2 separate regions of the Mus musculus genome follow, and region 1 is linked to region 2. The links are chromatin contacts, called in public promoter capture Hi-C maps. All regions are on one chromosome and are shown on one strand. The core of a region is the stretch at or near the end of the contact, and the rest is flanking DNA. Distances in the headings are between cores, read along the strand shown.

Region 1 (4,981 bases), core at 1,451-3,950, 670 kb after region 2:
TCTCATCTCTAGCTTTCCTTTTCTCTTTCCCTCCCCTCGCCCCGCCCCCTTCTCTCCATGTGGCCATGGCTGGCCTCTCTTTCTTCTTACCTTCTCTCTTTCTCTTTGCCTTTTTACAATAAAGCTCTAAACCATAGACTATCTCTGCTCATCAAGGCCCACTGTGCTTAAATGTGCTTAAACTCTTGCCCGTGTGGGAACCACCCAGTGCCCCATCTCCCCTTGCCTCCTCCCTTCGGCCCTGAGGCTGGCTGCGCTGCCCATGGGGGGCCCCCACTTTGTTTTCAGCTCTTCCTCCACATACAGTGGCATCTGGGGTGTCCAAGATTGCCCCCTGTCCACTACCCCACCCCTACCCCAGAGGACTGGGTCCTTCCCACAGCCAGACACCCACTTGGGGGTCCGCGTGGAGAGTGCTCAGCAGTCCTCTGCACCCCCACTCCCGCCCAGAGCACCGGAACTCTGGCGGGACACGGGTTCTCTTCCACCCCTTTTATTCCCCCATGCCCGCTGCCAGACACAACTACTTCTGACTCTTCCAACATAAACATACAAGTTCAAGCATAGCCTGCAGAGTTTTCATTAGATCTAAACCTATACTGTGCAAAGGACTTCCAGGAACTCTGTGATGTATGCAGGGTTGTGCAGTATAGTAATTACCTATCACATATAGCTCAGAGTAATTGAAATGCAGTTAATATAGGCAAGTGAACACTTAATAAATTAAATTTAATTTATTAAACTCTAAATGTAAACAGCCACCTGTGCCCAGTGGCTCCTATATTGGCCACCACAGTTCTGATCACCTCGTATCCTGACATTGTATTTACTAATTTTTTTTTTTGGCCATGTTTGTAAATTACATTTTGGAATTTTTTCCTTTGAGTGTTTTGAATAGACAAGTAATTATTATTATTTTTTAATTATCAACTCGGTTATTTCTTCCATTCTGGAATGGACCGATGGTGAGAGGTAAATAGACCCCTCAGTTGATCAGTTCTCACATTTTCACAATACCCTATCCTCTGTGAGGAAGGCGAGGATCTGCTAGGGGGCAGGGAAACTCGGATGTAGAGAGCCTTGGCCCCAGTCTTCAACAGAGCCTGGAACAAAATGCTGCCATCAGCTTTCTATCAATGGTGCAAAATGCTGGAGACAAAGCAACAGAAGGAGAAACTTACTGTGGCTCACAGTTTCAGGGAGTTCATAGTCACTTAGCTCTGTCACATTGGGGGTATGGTTGTATCATAAGTACATCACAGCAGGAGACCCCAGTAGAGGCCTTTTTTTGGCTGAGGAAGGGGTTAAAACCCCAATGTCTTCTTCAAAGGCACACCTACAATAACCTAACTTCATTCACTAAGGTCTACCTCAGTATGGTTCCATCATCTCCCAATAGCACCATGGGCTGGCAACCAAGCCTTTAACATATGGGCTGTGGGAGAACGCTTAAGATCCAAACCATCATAAGACAAGGCAGAGAAACAGGAAAGCAAAATCACCACACTGTGGTTTTAAAGTAAATGCTGTGAGTCTGGTGTGGTTACTGGAAGGAAATAAGCCTGAGTTACCCTTTGAAAGGTCGACAGAATGGAGACAATGGAGTCCCCAAAGGCACACACATCACACTTCCTGTCCCTAAGAACACATTACATGGCCAACCATGTCATCTGATCTTAAGCTAGAGGAATGAGTCTGGGTTCTCAAATGGGCCCAATCTGATCACATCATGCTGTAGTTTCATTGTGCTCCATTCTCCAGTCCCATGTGTGGAAACGTAACCCTCCCCCCCTTGCAGCCATGTAGAGAGGTGCTATCTTTACAGTTGACTAGATCCCAAGGGCTCTCTTTTCATGAATGAATTAATGTTGACATCCAGGGACTGGGTTTATCAGGAGTATGGGCTTGTTTCAAAAGTGAGTTTGACTTTCTCATAGTGGGGGTCACACTTGCATGGCTTCTTGTCATGTGGTGCCTTCAATCAGGCTGTGATCAGCAAGAAAGCCTTCATTAGCTGTGGATCCTTGACCTTGGACTTCTCAGTCTCCAAAGACACGAGCCAAATAAATTCATGCTCATTAGAAATCAGCACCCAGCCAGAAGGTACTCTGCTACCGTAACACAAAACAGAGGAAGAAATGCAGGCCTTTCAAAACCACACAACGGAGGTAGGAGGGGAGGCCTGAGCCATACTAGATGAGATGGCCTTGACCTGCTAGAGCTGGCTTGATGATGAAAAGGGACTCAGAGCCAAGGGACAAGGGAGATTTCTAGCTTAGAAAAAGGAAAAAACAAAAACAAAAACCAAAAAAAAAAAAAAAAAAAAAAAAAAAAAAAAAAAAAAGACATTCCTCACAATTCCTCACACAGAACTTTCAAGAAGAACACATCCTCCCAGAACCTGAATTTTAGCCCAGGAAAACCTGTGCCACACTTCTGATTTCAAAATTGAGACTATCAATTGATAATTTCAAAACAGGTAATAGATATAATAGATAATAAATAATCTGTATTGTCTTAGCCTGCACATGCAGCAATTTGCTACAGCACTGTAGAAACTGGTACAGGTGGTGAGGCAGCAAGGAGGGCAGCCTCCCCTAGGGAGGGACCCTGCAAAGCCAGCACTCAGCACACAGAAGCAGTCTGTGGAGAGGAGCTTCGAGCAGGCTTGGGGGGAGGGGGGCAGCAGAGCTGCAGAGCCTGTAACAGAGGTGGCGCTGTGCAGGAGGCAGGGCACAGGCGACGGTGCTTCTACTTGCTTCCTGCTGTTGGGCGTCACTTTTTAACACCTGTCTCCTGACATTTCTCTAGGCTCTCCTGTACTCATTTAGCGCTGCCAGAGGCATGCCACCCGGTCACACAGACCTTTAATAGCTAGCGAAACAGTAGCAGGTGTCAGAGCTGAAAGAGGAAAAATTCTCAATCCCCACCGGAGGACGAAAATCATTTTATTCATTTCCGTTTAAAGGGAGAGTTGAAAAGCATGAAATCCCACGCCATCGGGGAGAGAAAGCTTAAACCAGAATAACCTTGACAGGGGCAGGCATCAGCAGCTTCCGGGTCACGGCTCCCAAAGCCGAAGTCCTGATGAGAAACGGGATGTGTTCACATGTGTAGACTTCTGCCCCCCAGCTCAGCCACGAGCCATAGTGGTCTGCTTCCCTCTTCCCCCAGGCCTGACTGGAATTCATACCTCACCGAGCCCCAAACTCACCCTGACTTCTTTCTTCCAGAGCCCATTCTCTGGAATGGAATCATTCGCACAGAATGATCCTCGCCCAAGCAAGAAGGCAGAGCTGCTCTCTCCTCCTCGTCTCTCTCCGCCCCTCTTCACTCCCCGCAGTCACTCAGCAATGTCTCTGTCTGTGCGCTCCATTTCCATCACTCGGACCATCACCCAGTTCCCATCTCCGTCTCTTGCACGGACTGTCTTAGAATCCCTGGACCCTCTCCACCTCTCATCCAGGCTCTTTCCCTCACAAACCTGCTGGTGGAAGGACATTCCACCCCTCGCTCTGCTTATAACCTTTAAGGGTTTTCTCTCCACTATCAAAATAGCTTCCAAACTCAAGCTGGCAGAGAAGGCGTTCCGTATCTTGTCCCTAGTTAGTTATCTAATGATGCCTTGCTATCTAGTGGCCATTCCTATCCTGCCCCATTCCTAAAACCTTCTCTGAAGTTCCAGGCCATTTTCCACACCCTTGGCTTTCAAAGATCTCTTTTCTTTGTCTCATGATCAGTTCTAATCCCTTTCAGACCCTGCTCCTGTGTCTCCCCTTGGACTTTCTACCAACTGTCAATGGTCACGCTCATTTTTTTCCTGCCTTTTCCGCTGGCTTTTGGAGACCACTGACTGTGTCTTGTTCAACCCTGAATCCTTAGAGCCTAGGACAGTGCCTGGCAGAAAACCCTAAATCAATGACCTTGGAATGTGTGAGCCTGTGGGTCCTCATGACAGGCTGTAATGGGAACCTGCAAATATCTAGGGAGTATGGGACTTGGGGACTTGGTGACGTGAAGGGGGAGTGATGCTTTTCCTCAGGGCCCTGCAGCATCTGCCCAGATTAGTCCCAGGCCTCCAGATCAAGGGGACAAGCTGAAGGCCAACAATGAAATCCATCAGAATAACAAATGGACTATAAAAATGTACATCTCAGTCTCTGTGGTGTCACGGGACAGAAGTTACTGCCTGTTTCGGGACTGGAGAGCAGCCAGCATTGCGTTTTTGCCCTTCTCTGGAGAGAGGCCAGCCTTGGACTCAGGCCACCAGGCCTCAGGAGCTGTGAGAGTCAGGGGACGAGGACATCGGAAGCATTGCCGCTGCTCCAGGCTCTAATGCGCAGGAAGCTGAAAGCTGATCTCACTTTCGTTTTTAAAAATTTATTATTATTGAGGTAATAATCATCTAAAACCTGCAGGTTTAGAAGAGCTGAGTGTGTTTTATTGTGCAATTATCACCAGTTTCTATTCCAGAGCTTACTGTACCAAAAGGACATCTGTGTTGATTAAGTAGACACTCCCCACTTCCCTCTTCTTCCGGCTGGCTCCCAGAGCCGTAGATCTACTTCCTATCTCTATCTATTGCCCTGTTCCGGCTATTTCTTTATATAGATAGACTTATATAATCTCTGACCTTTGGGGCCCAGCTTCCTTCACTTAAAGTCTTGAGGCTCACCTGTAGTGTACAGCGTGTACCAGCTATATTCCTTATATTTTGTGGCTGATTGATAACCCACTGTGAGGATGCAGTGCATTTGTTTATCAGCCATCAACTAATGGACATGGAGATTGGTTTCACTTTGCAGCTATGAACATTTGGAGACAAGTTTTTGTGTGAACGCTTTTTCACTTCTCTTGAGTACATAGCTAAGGTTTGAAATGATCAGATGTTTATTTAGTTTTTTTGAGGAACCCCATTTTCACCACCCACCCCCCATTTTTGAGGTGCCCATTGCTTTGGAAATCTTGCTAAGACCTCAGA
Region 2 (5,324 bases), core at 1,473-3,972:
ACTGGAGGGATTAGAAGTAGGTGAGTTTTGAGTTACTTGGTTGGGGGTGGGGAAGAGAGAAGAGGGAGGTGGGAGCAGAAGGGAAGGAGGAAGGAGAAGAAAGGAAGAAGCCATGAGGGAGGTGGACCATGAATGTGTGGCCAGGAGAAACAACAAGTATCTGGGGGTACACCACTGGGGAGGTAGGCAGGCTGAAGAGTAGATTAGGGGTGACCCACCAGTAATTGTCAGAGCCAAATAAAATAACCATAGTCGGAGTCTTATTTATTTGTAATCTAGTTCGGGATAAGCTTAAATTGATTGGACTGCAATCCTCCCTGCCATAACGGTCACAGACTCTAGCCCCCTGGAACCATGAGCCCCCAAGTAAATGCTTCATTTTATAAGTTGCCTTGGTCATAATGTTTTGTCATGGTCATGGTAATAGATAAGTAACTAAGACTAGACCCTCTGAGTCCCAAACCAAACAACTTCAAACATAGCCTTCAGTGGAAGAAGCCTTTATTACCAGCACAAGTCCTCATTCTAGCTTACAAGATCAGAGAAGGTTCAAGCCATGGATTCTTATTTCCAGCTGTCCATTTCTACTGGATCAGTTTCTGCCTCCTAACATGTCCTGTCCTTTCTGAACCAGCACAGATTGCCCTAGTTACATTCTAGACAGGTAAGAACAAGTGAGATCTAGAGATGAGAGAATCTTGTAACCTGGCTAGGCACTCTCATCTTTTTTTTTTTTTTTTTTTTCTGTCTTGGACCCTACCATGGGGCAGACAATACTTGTTAGGTAACCCAAGTGCTGTTTTGATTGTCCATGCAGGAGAAGTTCACCTGTCTAGTGTGACCAGAGCAGTCGATGGTCCATTCATCAATAGTGTTGCCAAGCAGGAGAACTATGAAAAAATGCTAGAAATATACTTTAAACTTTTGTGGTGTTGTTTTGGTTCTGTGAATTGAGTATAGAACCTTGTACAAGCGAGGTATGCTGGTTGGTTAGTTTTGTCTTGTTTACTTGTTCTGTCAGTTTTACAGAAGCTAGAGTCATCTGGAAAGAGGGAACCTCACTTGGGAAAATGCCTCCATCTGATTGGCTTGTAAGCAAGGCTAAAAGCATTTGCTTGACTAATGATGTGGGAGGGCCCAACTCCAACCCACTGTGGCCAGTGTCACTGGGGAAGGTCATCCTGCATTGGATAAGAAGCAGGCTGAGAGAGCCCTAAGTAGCAAACTAGGAAGTAGCATTTCTTCATGGCTTTTGCTTGAATTCCTGTCTTCAGGTTCCTGCTTGAGTTTCTGCCCTGGCTTCAAGTTGGTTTTGGTCAGTGTCAACAAACGAGACCATCTGGGATACCAGGCAAGTGTTCTACTCATGAGTATACTCTCAACCATTCCTTAACCTTTTAAATACAAAGCATACCTGTTTATTTAGGCACCATCTTGTTTATGGTATGATCATGACATGTATTAGTTCAAGTATACTTTGCCTTTCTTGCTTTAATTGGGCCCACAGTTTTTTTTTTTTCACAAGCATATATTGTTTCCCAACTATATCTTGGGCATATTTAGGTGCAAAAGATATTTTAGTAACTAACATAGTCTGTACTCATGGAGTTGGGATCGTCTTTAAGTCTCAGGGGGTTTGAATGGTTATGGTTTTGCAGGGCTAGGGGTAGAACTCAGAGCCTCACAGTGCTTTAAGCTCTCTACTGAGCTGCATCCCCAGCAGCTTCAGTTGGTTTAAAGTGGAACGAGAGCTTAAAGACATAAGGCGATACTCTATGACACTGGTGTTTCCCTTCCCTCCTCTCTGCCCAGTCTCCACTCCCCCCTCCCCAATCCACCCCATTTTTTTTTTCAGAAAAGGGAAGGCCTCCCATGCATATCAACCAGCCATAGCATATTGTATCAAGTTGCAGGAAGATTAGGCACATCTCCTATTGAGGCTGGATGAGGCAGCCTAGTAAGGTGAAAGGGTCCTAAACAGGCAGGCAACAGAGTCAGAGACAGTTCCTGCTCCTGCTGTTAGGAGTCCCAGAAGAAGACCAAGCTACACACATGTAATATATGTGCAGAAAACCTACCTCAGTCTCATGCATGCTCCCTGGTTGGCAGTTAGGTCTCTGTGAGTCACTATGAGCCCAGGTGAGTTGATTCTGTAGGCTTTCTTGTCGTCTCCTTGATCCCTCTGGCTCCTACAATCCTTCCTCCCTCTTTTCTGCAGTTTGGCTGTAGGTCTCTGCATCTGTTTCCATCAGGTGCTGGGTGAAGCCTCTCTGATGACAGTTATGCTAGGCTCCCATCTGCAATTATAGCGGGATATCCTTAACAGTGTCAGGGGAGGGCTCCCTCTCATGGCATGGGTCTCAAGCTGGGCCTGTCATTGGTTCGCCCTTCCCTCAATTTCTGCGCCATCATTACGCTGCATACCTTGTAGGCAGGAAAAAGTTTAGGTTGAAGGTTTTTCACTGGGTTGGTGTCCCAATCCCTCTATTGGAAGTCTTGCCTGGTTACAGGAGATGCTCCTCTTCTGACTCCATATCCCCTATTGCTATGAGTCTTAGTTAGGATCACCCTCATTGGTTCCTGGGAGATTCCATTGCCCTGGGTTTCTAGCTTGTCCCAGAGATGCCACCCACTTCCTGATTCCAATTGTTTTTCTCAGTACTGTCTCCTTCTGTCCTCCTCCCACCTGATCTCTCCTGTTCCTATCTCCATGCCCACCCCCAACCAGTCCCCTCTGCCATCTGTGATGGATGTGTGTTCTATTCCCCCTTGTCAGTGAGATTCACACATCCCCCCTTGATCCCTCCTTGTTACTTAGCTTCTTTGGGTCTGTTATTTATAGCATGGTTATCCTTTACTTTACAGCTAATATTCACTTATAAGTGAGTACATATCATGTTTGTCTTTCTGGGTCTGGCCTACCTCACTCAGGATGGTGTAAATTTTATGATGTCATTGTTTTTAACAGCTAAGTGATATTGCATTGTATAAATGTATCACATTTCCTTTACCCATTTTTCAGTTGAGGGACATCTAGGTTGTTTCCACTTTCTGGCTATTACAAATAAAGCTGCCTTGAGCATAGTTGAGTGAGTATCCTTGTGGTGTGGTGGAGCATCCTTTGTGTATATGCCCAGAAATGGTATAGCTGGGTCTTGAGATAGATCTATTCTTAATTTTCTGAGAAACTGCCAAATTGATTTCCAAGGTGACTGTACACATTTGTACTCCCACCAGCAATGGAGGAGTGTTCCTGTGTTTCACATCCTTAACAGCATGAGCTGTTGCTTAAGTTTTGATCTTAGCCATTTTGATGGGTGTAAGATGGATCTCAGATGCTCATGGATTGGTAGGATTAACATAGTAAAAATGGCCATCTTACCAAAAGCAATCTACAGATTCAATGCACTTCACATCAAAATCCCAACACAATTCTTTATAGATCTTGAAAGAACAATACTCAATTTTATATGGAAAAACAAAACCCCAGGATATCTAAAACAGCCCTGTACAAGAACACTTCTGAAGGTATCACCATCCCTGATTTGAAGCTGTAGTGCAGAGCAATAGTGATAAAACCACTTGATATTGTCATAAAAACAGACAGGTTGATCAATGGAGTCAAGTCAAAGATCCAGAAGTAAAGCCACACATCCATGGACACTTGATTTTTGACAAAGAAGTCAAAATTATGCAATATATATAAAAAAAAAGCATCTTTAACAAATGGAGTTGGTCTAACTGGATGTCTTTATGTAAAAGAGTGTAAATAAATCCATTTCCATCTCCCTGTACAAAACTTACATCCAAGCAGATAAAAGACCTCAACATAAAACTAGATACACTAAACCTGTAGTTAGAAGAGAACATGGGAAGTAGGCCTGAATGCATTGGCACAGGAGACAACCTCCTGAATAGAACACAAATGGCTCGGGCACTAAGACTAACAATTAATAAATGGCACCTCACGAAACTGAAAAGCTTCTGTAAGGCAAGGACACTGTCAATAGGACAAAATGACAGCCTACACATTGGGAAAAGATCTTCACCAACCTCACATCCAACAGAGGTCTGATATCCAAAACATATAAAGAACTCAAGAAACTAGACGTCAACAAACCAAATAACCCAATTTAAAAATGGGGTTCAGACATGAAACTCAAGAAGAATGAAGACTGAAGTGTGGGCACTATGCCCCTCCTTAGATTTGGGAACAAAACACCCATGGAAGGAGTTACAGAGACAAAGTTTGGAGCTGAGATGAAAGGATGGACCTCGTAGAGACTGCCATATCCAGGGATCCACCCCATAATCAGCATCCAAAGGCTCACACCATTGCATACACTAGCAAGATTTTATTGAAAGGACCCAGATGTAGCTGTCTCTTGTGAGACTATGCCGGGGCCTAGCAAACACAGAAGTGGATGCTCACAGTCAGCTAATGGATGGATCATAGGGCTCCCAATGGAGGAGCTAGAGAAAGTAGCCAAGGAGTAAAGGGATCTGCAACCCTATAGGTGGAACAACATTATGAACTAACCAGTACCCCGGAGCTCTTGACTCTAGCTGCATATATATCAAAAGATGGCCTAGTCGGCCATCACTGGAAAGAGAGGCCCATTGGACTTGCAAACTTTATATGCCCCAGTACAGGGGAACACCAGGGCCAAAAAGGGGGAGTGGGTGGGCAGGGGAGTGGGGGTGGGTGGATATGGGGGACTTTTGGTATAGCATTGGAAATGTAAATGAGCTAAATACCTAATAAAAAATGGAAAAAAAAGGGGGTTCAGGCCTAAACAGAGAAATCTCAACAGAGGAATCTCTAATAGCACTTAAAGAAATGTTCAGCATCCTTAGCCGTCAGGGAAATGCAAATGGAGACACTGCTCATGCCTTTTACCGCTCCTCCCTGCTTGTCTTTCCCACACCGAGCAGATCAGCAGCAATATTCTCGTGTGTATGACTTGTCCTCACAGAGCCTCTGCAGAGTGTACCACTCTGGCTTTCATAGGAGCAAGAACTCTTGTTTTTCATTCATGTATCATTGGTTTTCACAGTAATTAAGTTGTATCATTAAAATTACAAGCATAATGGCAGACGTGGGTTGAGAACAAATAGCACTGACCTCTGGTGAGCACTCGGCTCAATCTGTGAAGCACAAGAGCCCGAGAGAACCTCTCTTAGTTTAGCATCCAGCATGCAGGGCATAAATGCATTTTATAGAGGCAGAGGGGCAGGGCAGGTCCAAAGGCTCCTGCCTTCCTTGTCCATCCCAGTTCAGATGTGTAATGGGTTTTGATGGACTCGTGCCATTCCCACTGAAG

What was found. Promoter capture Hi-C pulls out the DNA fragments that hold promoters and counts their contacts.
Region 1: a contact with region 2 is called in a promoter capture Hi-C map of hippocampal neurons, with 2.4 times the contacts expected there. The contact joins two enhancer-like sites. A contact is called at or near these places in 3 of 39 promoter capture datasets (the C10 cell line, cranial neural crest and hippocampal neurons) and 1 of 115 datasets of contacts at active chromatin or transcription factors (memory CD8 T cells).

Annotation. Positions count from the first base shown.
Region 1 is chr12:77,786,936-77,791,916 of GRCm38.p6, forward strand. It overlaps Gm35488 (a long non-coding RNA gene), which reads right to left. Exons shown (of 4, transcript XR_381712.4): 4 at 2,933-3,084. Among named protein-coding and RNA genes, the nearest start is that of Gm35488, 23 kb to the right of the region's middle. Within about 2 kb of position 2,701, at least 76 of the 459 cell types and tissues checked have an H3K27ac peak or open chromatin away from gene starts, as enhancers often do. A contact at or near this core is called in hippocampal neurons, where this site is marked.
Region 2 is chr12:77,114,404-77,119,727 of GRCm38.p6, forward strand. No RefSeq gene overlaps it. Among named protein-coding and RNA genes, the nearest start is that of Gm35189, 62 kb to the left of the region's middle. Within about 2 kb of position 2,723, at least 2 of the 459 cell types and tissues checked have an H3K27ac peak or open chromatin away from gene starts, as enhancers often do. A contact at or near this core is called in hippocampal neurons, where this site is marked.